Linked DNA regions of Mus musculus: region 2 is linked to region 1. The links are chromatin contacts, called in public HiChIP or PLAC-seq maps. All regions are on one chromosome and are shown on one strand. The core of a region is the stretch at or near the end of the contact, and the rest is flanking DNA. Distances in the headings are between cores, read along the strand shown. Region 1 has its middle 6.7 kb from the start of Atg101. Region 2 holds the start of Itgb7 (integrin beta 7).

Evidence for each region. HiChIP or PLAC-seq counts read pairs in DNA pulled down with a chosen protein or histone mark.
Region 2: an H3K27ac HiChIP or PLAC-seq map of embryonic stem cells shows a contact between it and region 1, with 4 times the contacts expected there. The contact joins the promoter of Itgb7 here to the enhancer-like site in region 1. A contact is called at or near these places in 1 of 39 promoter capture datasets (embryonic stem cells), 8 of 115 datasets of contacts at active chromatin or transcription factors (bone marrow-derived macrophages, craniofacial prominence, embryonic stem cells and 4 more) and 2 of 9 other capture datasets (adipose tissue and macrophages).

Annotation. Positions count from the first base shown.
Region 1 is chr15:101,274,988-101,280,117 of GRCm38.p6, reverse strand. No RefSeq gene overlaps it. Among named protein-coding and RNA genes, the nearest start is that of Atg101, 6.7 kb to the left of the region's middle. Within about 2 kb of position 2,492, at least 55 of the 459 cell types and tissues checked have an H3K27ac peak or open chromatin away from gene starts, as enhancers often do. A contact at or near this core is called in embryonic stem cells and stem cell-derived neural progenitor cells, where this site is marked.
Region 2 is chr15:102,229,890-102,235,019 of GRCm38.p6, reverse strand. It overlaps Itgb7 (integrin beta 7), which reads left to right and starts at 3,085. Exons shown (of 15, transcript NM_013566.2): 1 at 3,085-3,169. Rarg (retinoic acid receptor, gamma) reads left to right here. Exons shown (of 10, transcript NM_011244.4): 10 at 1-82.

The DNA.
Region 1 (5,130 bases), core at 1,243-3,742:
GAAGGGGACAAAGAGGCTGGCAGAGTGGGCTTGCTGACGATTAAGAGTGGAGTTCTGAGGCAGGATAATCGAGGACAGAAGCGAGAGTCCTGTGTCCCAGCAGCCAGGCAGCCAGGCTGCTGACTAGGGTGCTATCAGTCGTGCATGCTACAAAGGTCTGGGGAGAGACCTTGAAGACCAACCCAAGTCCTTGGAAGCAGGCAGCTGGCGTTGCCTGATGAATGTGGCCTCGGATGGCCCCACTTCATCCTGGGGTGTACCCAGGGGGAGTGTTGAGCCCTGAAGCTGGGCCCCTGAAGGCCACTCCGGCTGCTGCAGAGCTGACCCCAGTGGCGTCACAGGGCGTGACTCAAGCCCCAGCAACAACTCCGAGTGGGACTGACGTCAGCCTGGGGGCTCCTGACGGAGGCCAGCCTTGCAGGATAGCCAGAACCCTGTCTGCTGACCCTCTAGCTAGGCCACGGGGTGCAAAGGAGACCAGCTGTCCCCTTCTGACATCTGTCCCCTGGGATCCAAGGCAAGGATTCCTCCACCTCCCACCCTTTCTAAGATGTCACGTCCCACCTCTGCCCTCTGTGGCAGACAAAGTGACTGAGCGGAGGAGAGAGTGGAAAGTCATGTGGGAGAGAGTAGCAGAGATGGTAGCAAACTTGCCAGCTTCATCAGGCTGTGTGTTTGTGTCTTCTGTCTGACCTCAGGACTTTAGAGGGAATCAGCTCTCCTTGAGTTTCAAGAGCTGTGTGTCCATTCACTGTAAAGGCCTATATGTCTGGCCAAGTGGAGTGTGAGTGGGGCTTTATTTCTGTGCATCTGTCCCTCGGTGAGAGCGTCTCCTTCCTCCCTGCAAATGTTGTGAATTTGTTTCTTTGAGAGCATGTGTCTATCTATCTATCACTCCTGGGGAAGAAGTCTAGTGACCATCTTTGAGAAAAACCCTAGGATTCAGGCCAGGGTCTATATCTCTCCTTGGGGACTGGTTCTCTGGACCAGGTTTCATGCTAAACAAGGACAATCTATCTTTATGGTATTCCAGCTCCCTGGGAAAAGATCCAGGTTTCCTACTTGGTTACCCCCAAGACTGGCCTCCTGGGGGGCCTCAGGCTGGATGAGCAGGGCCAGCCAGCACCAGGCCTGCCTGGCTTGCAGCTGGGCACCGCTCCCTGCTAACACAGCATGTACCAACGAGGACAGGCCCCCCCAACACCCTCCCCTAACTGGCTCAGCTGCCACCCCCAACCCCCACAGCCACAGAGAGCCTGATTTATAGTCATGGGTGGAGGAAGACATTGCCAGTGTCTGGGTCAGACCTTGAAGAGACCTCAAGTGGCTCCCCCCAGCCTGCCAGGTTCAGGGCCCAGCAAGACAAGAAAGGAGCCGGAGTGGTGAGGAAGATGAGCAGACAAGAGTGTAGGGGAGGCAGGCCCGTGTAAGAGGCCAAGGCCAAAGGTGATGGGGGTGTGCCTGGAATGCAGGGCCAGGCTGGAATCCAGCTGGGGAGCCTGGAATGGGCTCCTGCTCTCAGAAGCGACAGCAAAGAGGCCTTTTTTATTCTCACCTGATTCTGAAGTTTCAAATCCTGATAGCCATCAAGGCCTTCACCAGGTAGCCCCCCAAACTTGGGGCTAGCGAAAGGCATAGGAAGCATCCTGAGAGCCTGCACTTAGCACAGAGCTAGAGACAGAGCCTGGGGGTGAACACGGGTTCCTCTGAAGGGAAGAGAGTTGCTAGCTGAGCTATGGGGCCATAAGACCAAGCCTGGGCATAAGTGGAAATGAAGCAGGCAGGAGGCTTGCCTGCCGTCCTCACACTCTGAGAAAGCCCATTGGTCCTGGCCTCTCTAAAGTCAGTGGTGTGTTGGAGAGGGACTGGGGTCACTCACACGTTGAAGCTAAAGCCCTCTAGGACCCCTAGCTCAGCTCTCATGGGAGGCCATCGAGAACCACCCTCATCCAGGACAAAACCTTGATGTGCATCCTACGGCCGCTCACTGCCCAGGACCACAACACGGCCTCACAGGCCCTCACATGCGTCCATCCGCAGGATCGGGACCACTACCGGGGAACAGCATATGTAGGATAAGAGCAGATTTGTAGTCAGCTCAACTCAGCAACAGCACAGACAAGTCCCTCGTCTCCTCAAGGCATGACCTCCACCACCTCCCTCCAATGGAGACTGGGTGGGCAGGACCAGATGTGAGGCACCCTCACCCACCCAGATCTAAAGGGAAAATGAGCTGCTGCTGTTGTGCCCACCTCAGAGCCCACCCTCCCCAAGGCACAGTCACCTCAGGGCTGGGGAGGGGGACAGGGCCTCTGGGCACTGAGCCCAGCGTGGGTGGGGGGCAACTGGGAGGCAGGTTTCCTGGGTCTCCCATGAGGACAAACAGTAGGCTTTGAGGCCTTGGAAAATCCCGCCCGGGATTCCAGGCCCTGCCAGCGTCACTGCCTTTTGACTATTGTCCCCATCGGAAACGGGCCCAGCCCCCGACCAACAGGGACAGAGCCGCCATTGTGAGGCCCCAATAGGCTCAATGCCCCCTTGTTCGCCCTCTCAGCCCCTAGCAAGACTTGGAGGCCAGTTCTTCCAGTTGCTGGTGGAAAAGAAAGGGCTTGCCTGCAGGCTCCAGCCTTCGGGTGGGGCAGGGCAGGAGTCGAAGATCAGCCCCCACCCTGTGCCTCAAGTGCAAAAGAGTCCAGGAAAGGAATTGCTGTCATTGAAGAGTCTTTTATTTGCAAAGAATGGGCAGGACAGCCCAATGGTCCAGAGACTGCACACACCCAGCACAGCGGCTTAATTAATAAAGCCCTGGGGAAGTCACTTCTCTCCTCTGAAGGGGATTAACTTCTCATGAAAATAGAGTGACTCATGTTTATCTAGGTACAGGCCTACAAGCCCAGCACTCGGGAGGATGGGACAGAAAGAACTGTTGTGAGTTCAAGGGCAGCCTTGCCACACTGCAAATCTGTCTCTAAACCAACAGAAAAGCAGGTGATGGTGCCGAGTGCCTTCTGTGAAAAGGATCCAGTGGGTGAAGGACCAAATATACAGCAGCTGTCAACATGCTAGCTTAGAGTCTGGTAAGGGCTGAGGTTTCCCCTTCTCTCTCTCTCTCTCTCTCTCTCTCTCTCTCTCTCTCACACACACACACACACACACACACACACACACACACAACTTGGAGGTATGAATTCTTTTGCCTGTCCCGAGGTACAAGGAAAGCAAGAGGGAACTAGTCTGGACATTAGCTACAACCATTCTGCTCCCAGACTGTGTCAGTCATCAAAGAGATGGGGAAACTGGGTCTGGGTGAAGCACTGGGCTTCTCTAACAGGGAAGGGAAGTGGGCCGGGTGCTAGAGTTGCTGGGAAAGCTCACTTGGAATGAGGTATTGTCCCAAGATGCATTCTTGGACCATGCTAGGCAGGGTCTGCCCGAGCCCATAGACCTTTCTTAGGACTGAGGCTGAAATGCACTCCCAGATCTCAAATGAGGATGCACAGCTGGGAATCCTTAGGGAATCTTTCATGCTGAGTTAGAGCCTAGAAGCGCTTATGTCGTCTTCCTGACTGTAGAGCAGAGCCCCTTTTGGCCCACTCTGATCCAGCTCCTCTCATCCAGAGGCCACGGAGATGTTGCCTTGGGTCCTGAAGCCAAGGGTACTGAGAAATGACTGTGAAGGCCATGCCTTCAGGGCTCCTGTGAAATTCTGGAAAAGAGCTGAAGCTAAGCACCACGAAGGTGGATGGCCCCTGCCTCTTGCCAGCCTGCCACAGGCCTAAGGATGCTCTCCGTTTAGATTCATGTTTCTCGGGTCATCTTCACCCCCAGTGCTGGGTATCAAATCTGGAACTCAACCATTTAAGGCAAATATTCCTTCACTGAGGTATAGTGCCAGAACCTTGCCTCTAAGCCCCCAAGGGAGAGGCAGATAAACACAGGAGCTAGAGAGTTGGATAGGACCCTTGGGTACTGGTAATCACTTCAGAACAATCTACCTGCCAAGAATCCAAGGACTGTTGGCTGCATAGATCCTGCTCCTGGGGTTGGCAGACAGTAGGGGGACTCTAAGAATATAGATCCAACAAAACCCACATGAACATCAGCTAGTAGTTTTTAGACTCACCACACATCAAAACTCTCTCTGATACTAAAAGGCTAGGTCTATTCCTCTTTCTGTTCTTACAAATGTGCAAACCGAGAAGTGAGAAGCCTGGCCTAGTGGTAGAGTGCTTGTGGGGTGTCTGGGAGACCTCAGCATCACCCCTCCCACTCCATCACCCCAAAATAAAACGGAACTGGTGAGGGGACTCGGGAGGTGAAAGTGCTTTCTACTAAGCTGGATGATCTAACGTCTCTCAAAGCAGGACAGACCTGGCTTCTACAACTTGTCTTTTAACTTCCACACGCTTGCAATGGCACGTGTGCGCACACATATATACACACACATGTACTTGAGTACACTATTTTTTTCAACACAGGGTTTCTCCATGTAGCCTTGGTTGGCCTGGAACTCTATTTGTAGATCAGGCTAGCCACAAACTCAGAGATGTGCCTGCCTCCGCCTCCCGAGTACTGGGATTAAAGATGTGTGCCAATAGATATTTTTTTAAATACTTAAAAAATAGTTCTAATTCATAAATTGTCCTTTATTTATCCCCAGGTCAGAAGGCTAAGAGACAGACCTGAGACCCAAGGCCAGGTCTATCTTGCTGCTCTAGTCCCTGGGTTAGCCGCTGTCCACTGAGGTCTGGCAGCCAGCGGTAACCAGAGGCTTCCCACATTAGGAACTAGCTCCCGATGCATGTGTAGGGTGAACATCTATAATCCCAACACTCAGGAAGTGGAGATAGGAAGACTGACAGCTTGAAACTAGCCAAGCTACACAGCAAGTCTAAACCATCCGGGCACCATGGTGAGACAGGTGTTTGTGTGAGAAAGGCAAGCTAGTCCCAGAGTTCTCCTAAATGGCTGCATGAAGCAGGCTTCATCATGACCTATCACCTACAGGTAAGTAACCCAGGCTGACCAGATCACTGGCAACAGCTAAGATTTGCCCAGGGCTACTGCTGTCTCTTATATAATCATGGCAAAATGTCTAGTGCTGTCAGAAAAAGCCAGGCATGGTGGTGC
Region 2 (5,130 bases), core at 1,836-4,335, 950 kb before region 1:
CCCCTCTGTTTACATCTCCTACCCCGCTGTTCGCATATTGCTGAGTTTTCTATTTTTGCAAAATAAAGTGATGGAAACTCAATCCGGGTGTGGATCCCTCTAAAGTTGGAGAGGTGACCTGCAGACCTGGAGGAGGAACTGGGCCCAGTGGTGGAGCTGCTAACGAACTTTGTAGTTTTCTTGGGGAAGCAGAATACTGATGTGGCAAGGGAGGGCTACAAGCCACCCGAGCCACCCTGAGTGGCCTCTCCCAGTCACCAATGAGTTCTTGCCATTGCTGGGATCCTATGGGTTCATGCTACACCTAGATGTGTGTTTGCCTGGGATCCTGTGGGTTCATGCTATTCTGAGGTGTGTATTCGTCCGCTCTGGGCAGCAATCTGAGCTGCCATTTGTTTTGCAAGTTGTCCCTGGGCCTGGAAGACCTGCACACTTAAGCTACAGTGTTTTTAGAGTTTGCTTGTTTGAGAAAGGGCCTCACTGTAACTCAGCCTGGCCACCAAGCCTCAACTCCTGAGTGCTGGATCATAGGCCTGAGGCACCACTCTTGGCTCAGTGTTGAACTGACTCTTGAGGGACCTCTGCCCCTCTACAGCCCTTTCTGGCCATTTTATCTCCTAATGTTCTTCACCATCTCCTGCAGGCCTTCACTCTGTCCCACCCCTTTGGAAGACCATTGCCCATTATCACTGTCTGTTGCTCTCTGTGACTTCCCCTAAATTCCCCCACTGAGCCCCAGGACAGAGCTTTCCTTACCTTGCTCCTGGCTATCTTCATCTTTGTCGGTGACCTGAGCTATGGGAAGGAGGTGGGTGTGGGATGGGAGAGGCAAGAAGTGGGGGGGGGGGGGGGAGCAGAAGAAGAAAGTGAAAGAAGATTTAGAGGAAACCACAGGGCCAGGGCCAGGGGGAAAAGAGGGCATTGTCATGGTTACCATCGGTTGAGGGGGAAGGGCAGTAGGTCTGGCTGTCCCTTAGCCTGGAGCCAGTTAAGGCTCACCCAGAGGCCTCCCTTCCAGTCTCCTCCAGCAGCTTCACTCTCAGGAGCATCTATTTGTGATAGGAATTCTTTTGCTCTGTGAGGACAGCAGGAGAGCCAACATGGCTTGTCTGTGCTCACCAGGACACGGAACACACGCTGCTTTCTATAGGGAATCTCTACCAGCACTGTGGTCCAGGGAAAGTTCCCATTTGTATTTACAGAACACAGTTCTCCCCATAGCATGGCATGACATGGCATACATAGTATAGCATAGCGTAGCATAGCATAGCATAGCATAGCATAGCATAGCATAGCATAGTATAGCATAGCATAGCATAGCATAACATAGCAGCTTCACTCCGGGCTGCTCTAGCTGCACTCTTTCCCAGACTCACCTCTATCCTGGCTCCTGGACCCCCAGTGGCACCCCCAAACCTAGCCATCTGCCTCTCTCTAACTTGCCAACTGTCTAGACCCTTAAAGCCTCCACCTCGGGCTGGTGAGATGGCTCAGTGGGTAAGAGCACCCAACTGTTCTTTCGAAGGTCCAGAGTTCAAATCCCAGCAACCACATGGTGGCTCACAACCATCCGTAATGAGATCTGACTCCCTCTTCTGGTGTGTCTGAAGACAGCTACGGTGCACTTACATATATTAATAAATAATAAACCTAAAAGAAAAAGCCTCCACCTCTTATCCCCTTAGACTCCTCACTCCTACAGTTATTGCCTCTCTCAGTGATAGAGACCAAACCTAAGGCCTCCTGAAAGCTGGGCAAGCATCTTGACACTGAGCCGCATCCTCACACACCCTTCTTACTGTACCAGATGGTCTCTTAAATAGACACCGTCTTATTTTTTTATGGTGATCTATAAAATGGCAGCCATAGGAAGTTCTCCCCTCCTTCCGAACGTCACGAGTCCTTAATCCAGTCCCACATGCTGTGGTGACCCCAACCAGAGTCATTTTCACTGCTACGTCATAATTGCAATTTTTGTCACTGCTATGAATCGTAATGCAAATATCTGATATTTCTGATGGTCTTAGGCAACCCCTGTGAAATGGTTGTTCAACTCCTATGGGGTTGTGACTCACACAGGTTGTGAAACCCTGGATTAAAGAATACAGCTAAGGAGTTTTACTACTTCATGCTAACGGAGAGAGAGCCAGGATTTTAACTCAGGCAGGTTGGCTTCAGAGTCCAAATAGCTTAGCTGTGGTACTCTCAGGAGTCGAGACTTCTAGGGAAAGACCTTGATTCAATCCAGGTTATAATTAGTTAAATTTATTGATACTGGTAGCAGGACAGCAATCTCTGAGCCAAATTAGAGTCTGCCACTCAAAGGGGAATAAGGGATGAGGAAAGGATTTTTAAAAATGAAGACCACAAGACCTTGAGTATCTGCATATGCAAGCCAAGAGCTGTTTTGCTCTGCCAAGAGGTAGTAGTCAAGGGGACCTCAAAGTAGTCCAGAATGTCTGCACAAGAATGTCAGAGAAAACAAAACAAAACAAAACAAAACCAACAACAGCGACAAATACCGATTCTATCAAAACAAGTACAGATGTAGGCTTGTGGGTGAAGGCCGGTGTGTCAGGGTTACTGGGAACTTATTTTCCTGGCAAATCAAAAGACAAGTGGCTATTGGAACCAAGATGGATACCTAGCACGAAAGGCAGTCATCACAACTCAATGGCCCCTGAGTTTTCCAAAGGAACAGAAACCACCTTCCTTCATGTTTCTTCCTGTCTGCTCCTTCCTCTCTGTGATACTGGAGAGAACATTGAGTTTTGGAAGGAAGCTGAGTTGGATTTAGATTACAGCCCAGCAGCCCCTTGCTACCTGTGTGACATTTTGCAAAGTCGATCTCTCTTTAGAGTCTGGGCTTCAATCTCTGCGTCTGTGACATGTGTGGGGGCAGGGGTGGGGGCACCGCCACTATCCGGCGCTGTTCTGGTGACCCTTCCTTGTACTTCTTTAGCACAGGAGCAGTGCTTAGTAGATGGGACTCCTAGGTCCTTTCTTTACCCAGCCCACTCCTATCTGCTCCACCTTCTGCTAGATCAGCCACCCTCCAAGAGTCCCCCCACCCCAGGGTGTGTCACTTCCTCCTCTGCTGCCTCTCCATCTGTACACAAGGGCTGCCACTGCCACCGGCGGAGGAAGGGCTGCTCCTCCTCAAGCACCTGTGAGTACCCTCAGGGCAGCAGCCCACCCACCTCCTCCTCTCACCCAGGCCTACTTGTTCCCTACCTCTCTGTGATCTGGGCTCTCCAGTGCTCTGTCTAGTCTTGAGAAAGGCTCTGAACCCCCTTCTGCACTCCTATGGTCCCCACTATTTCTTTCTCGGTTATCCCAGCCTCCTGCTGCTCATCCATTTGTTTCTCCAGTGGAGCCAGAGGGAGGGAAGGAGATTGCGATGCTATACGTGAGTGTTTTCTGAGAGCTAAGGCTTACTTACTCTTGTGCTTCTCCCAGCATCTCCTGTCTGTCCCTGGCTGCTATCTTTGCAACTTGATGTTTTTTGCACAGTCCAGAAGTCTTCCCACTTGGCACCTTAGCCACAGACTCCACATTCCTGGTCTACTGAGGCTTGCACTGTACATGTGCATGCTCACACACATGCACACACACACACATGCACACGCACACATACGCATGCGTGTGTGCATGGAAGGAGACAGGCAGCAGGTGGCAAGATACATGGATTGCCAAAGAAGGGAGAAAGGGACAGAATTGAGAGGGGCAGGAGAGGTCATGTATGAGTTCAGAGCCCCCTTTAGGAGAGATGAGTGGACTTGATGTCTCTGTCTTGTGGGGGGAGTGGAAGTGAAGCCCCATCTATGAGATGAGTCAGAACTAAATTTTGTGCTGCAGAGTCTCGAGCCTCCCTGACCACAGCGCAAAGCACGCAGGTCTGAGGTTTCAGTGAGGTTAAGCCTGGGGTCAGCCTCTCCCTGAGAGCAGAAGCTCTGTAATGTACTACACCCATCTGAGGTCACATGGGGTGGTGAGCAGGATGGGGTGTTCAACGGCTCAGTACCCCACCCTTCCCCATACTCCCTGTAAAGAGCATCAGTACCTGAGTCTGGACCCAAGCTGAGGGGGTTGTGGTTGCTGGCTAGCAGGCTCTTGTACACTGCTGGTGGCCATGGGAACACCATAGCACAATCCCTAGGGAGCTTACGCTGCAGTCTCTACTTACCAGTGTTGCCGGCGGGTACTGCCAGTCTTCCAGAGGGTTCCTTGAGAGTCATCTGCACGTGTGTGATGGCTGCATGTGCTTTCCTTGTGTGTGTGTGTGTGTCATGATTAGTCACAGTAGGCAATTAGAAACCATTACATTTTTGAGACTGGAGAGAGCATTCGGTGGCTAAGAGCACTTGTTGCTCTTGCAAAGGATCCAGGTTTGACGCCCCCCTCAGCACCCACATATTGCTTAACAACCATCCATCACTGCATTGGCAAGGGACCTGATGCTTCTGCGCTCTGGGGGCACGCGTGACGTTAGACACATCAAGGAGAAGGAATTAATCCGACCAAAAAATATTAAAATCTAAAAGAAAGAGAAGAAACTATGAAGGTTTTAGGTGAAGTCGAAGGTGGAAACGAGGGGTTTTAACATGCTTGTCAGATGCTGTGCTAGACATCCATCAGACCCCAGATAATTGAATGTGACGCCCATCATTTTAGGTTAACTACTTGTTAACTCACACAGAGGGAGTTTATAAGGAATTACGGGATCTCTCTATGTAGTCCAGGCTGGTCTAGAACTCCTTATGTAGACGAAGCTGGCCTTAAACTCACAGAGATCCACCTACCTCTACCCGCCCTGCGCTATCAAACATGGCTCTGCAGCTCCAGTTCTGGTTTACTAATGCTTAGCTTTATGTTACTACCACACACACACACTCTCTCTCTCTTTTTTAAAGATTTATTTATTTTATATATGTTAGTACTCTGTTGCTGCCTTCAGACATACCAGAAAAAGGCATCATATCCCCTTATAGATGGTTGTGAGCCACCATGTGGTTGCTGGAAATTGAACTCAGGACCTCTAGAAGAGCAGTCAGTGCTCTTAACCACTGAGCCAGCTCTCCAGTCCCCATATTGTCTTGAATAATGTAGCATTATTAATTTTGATTAATG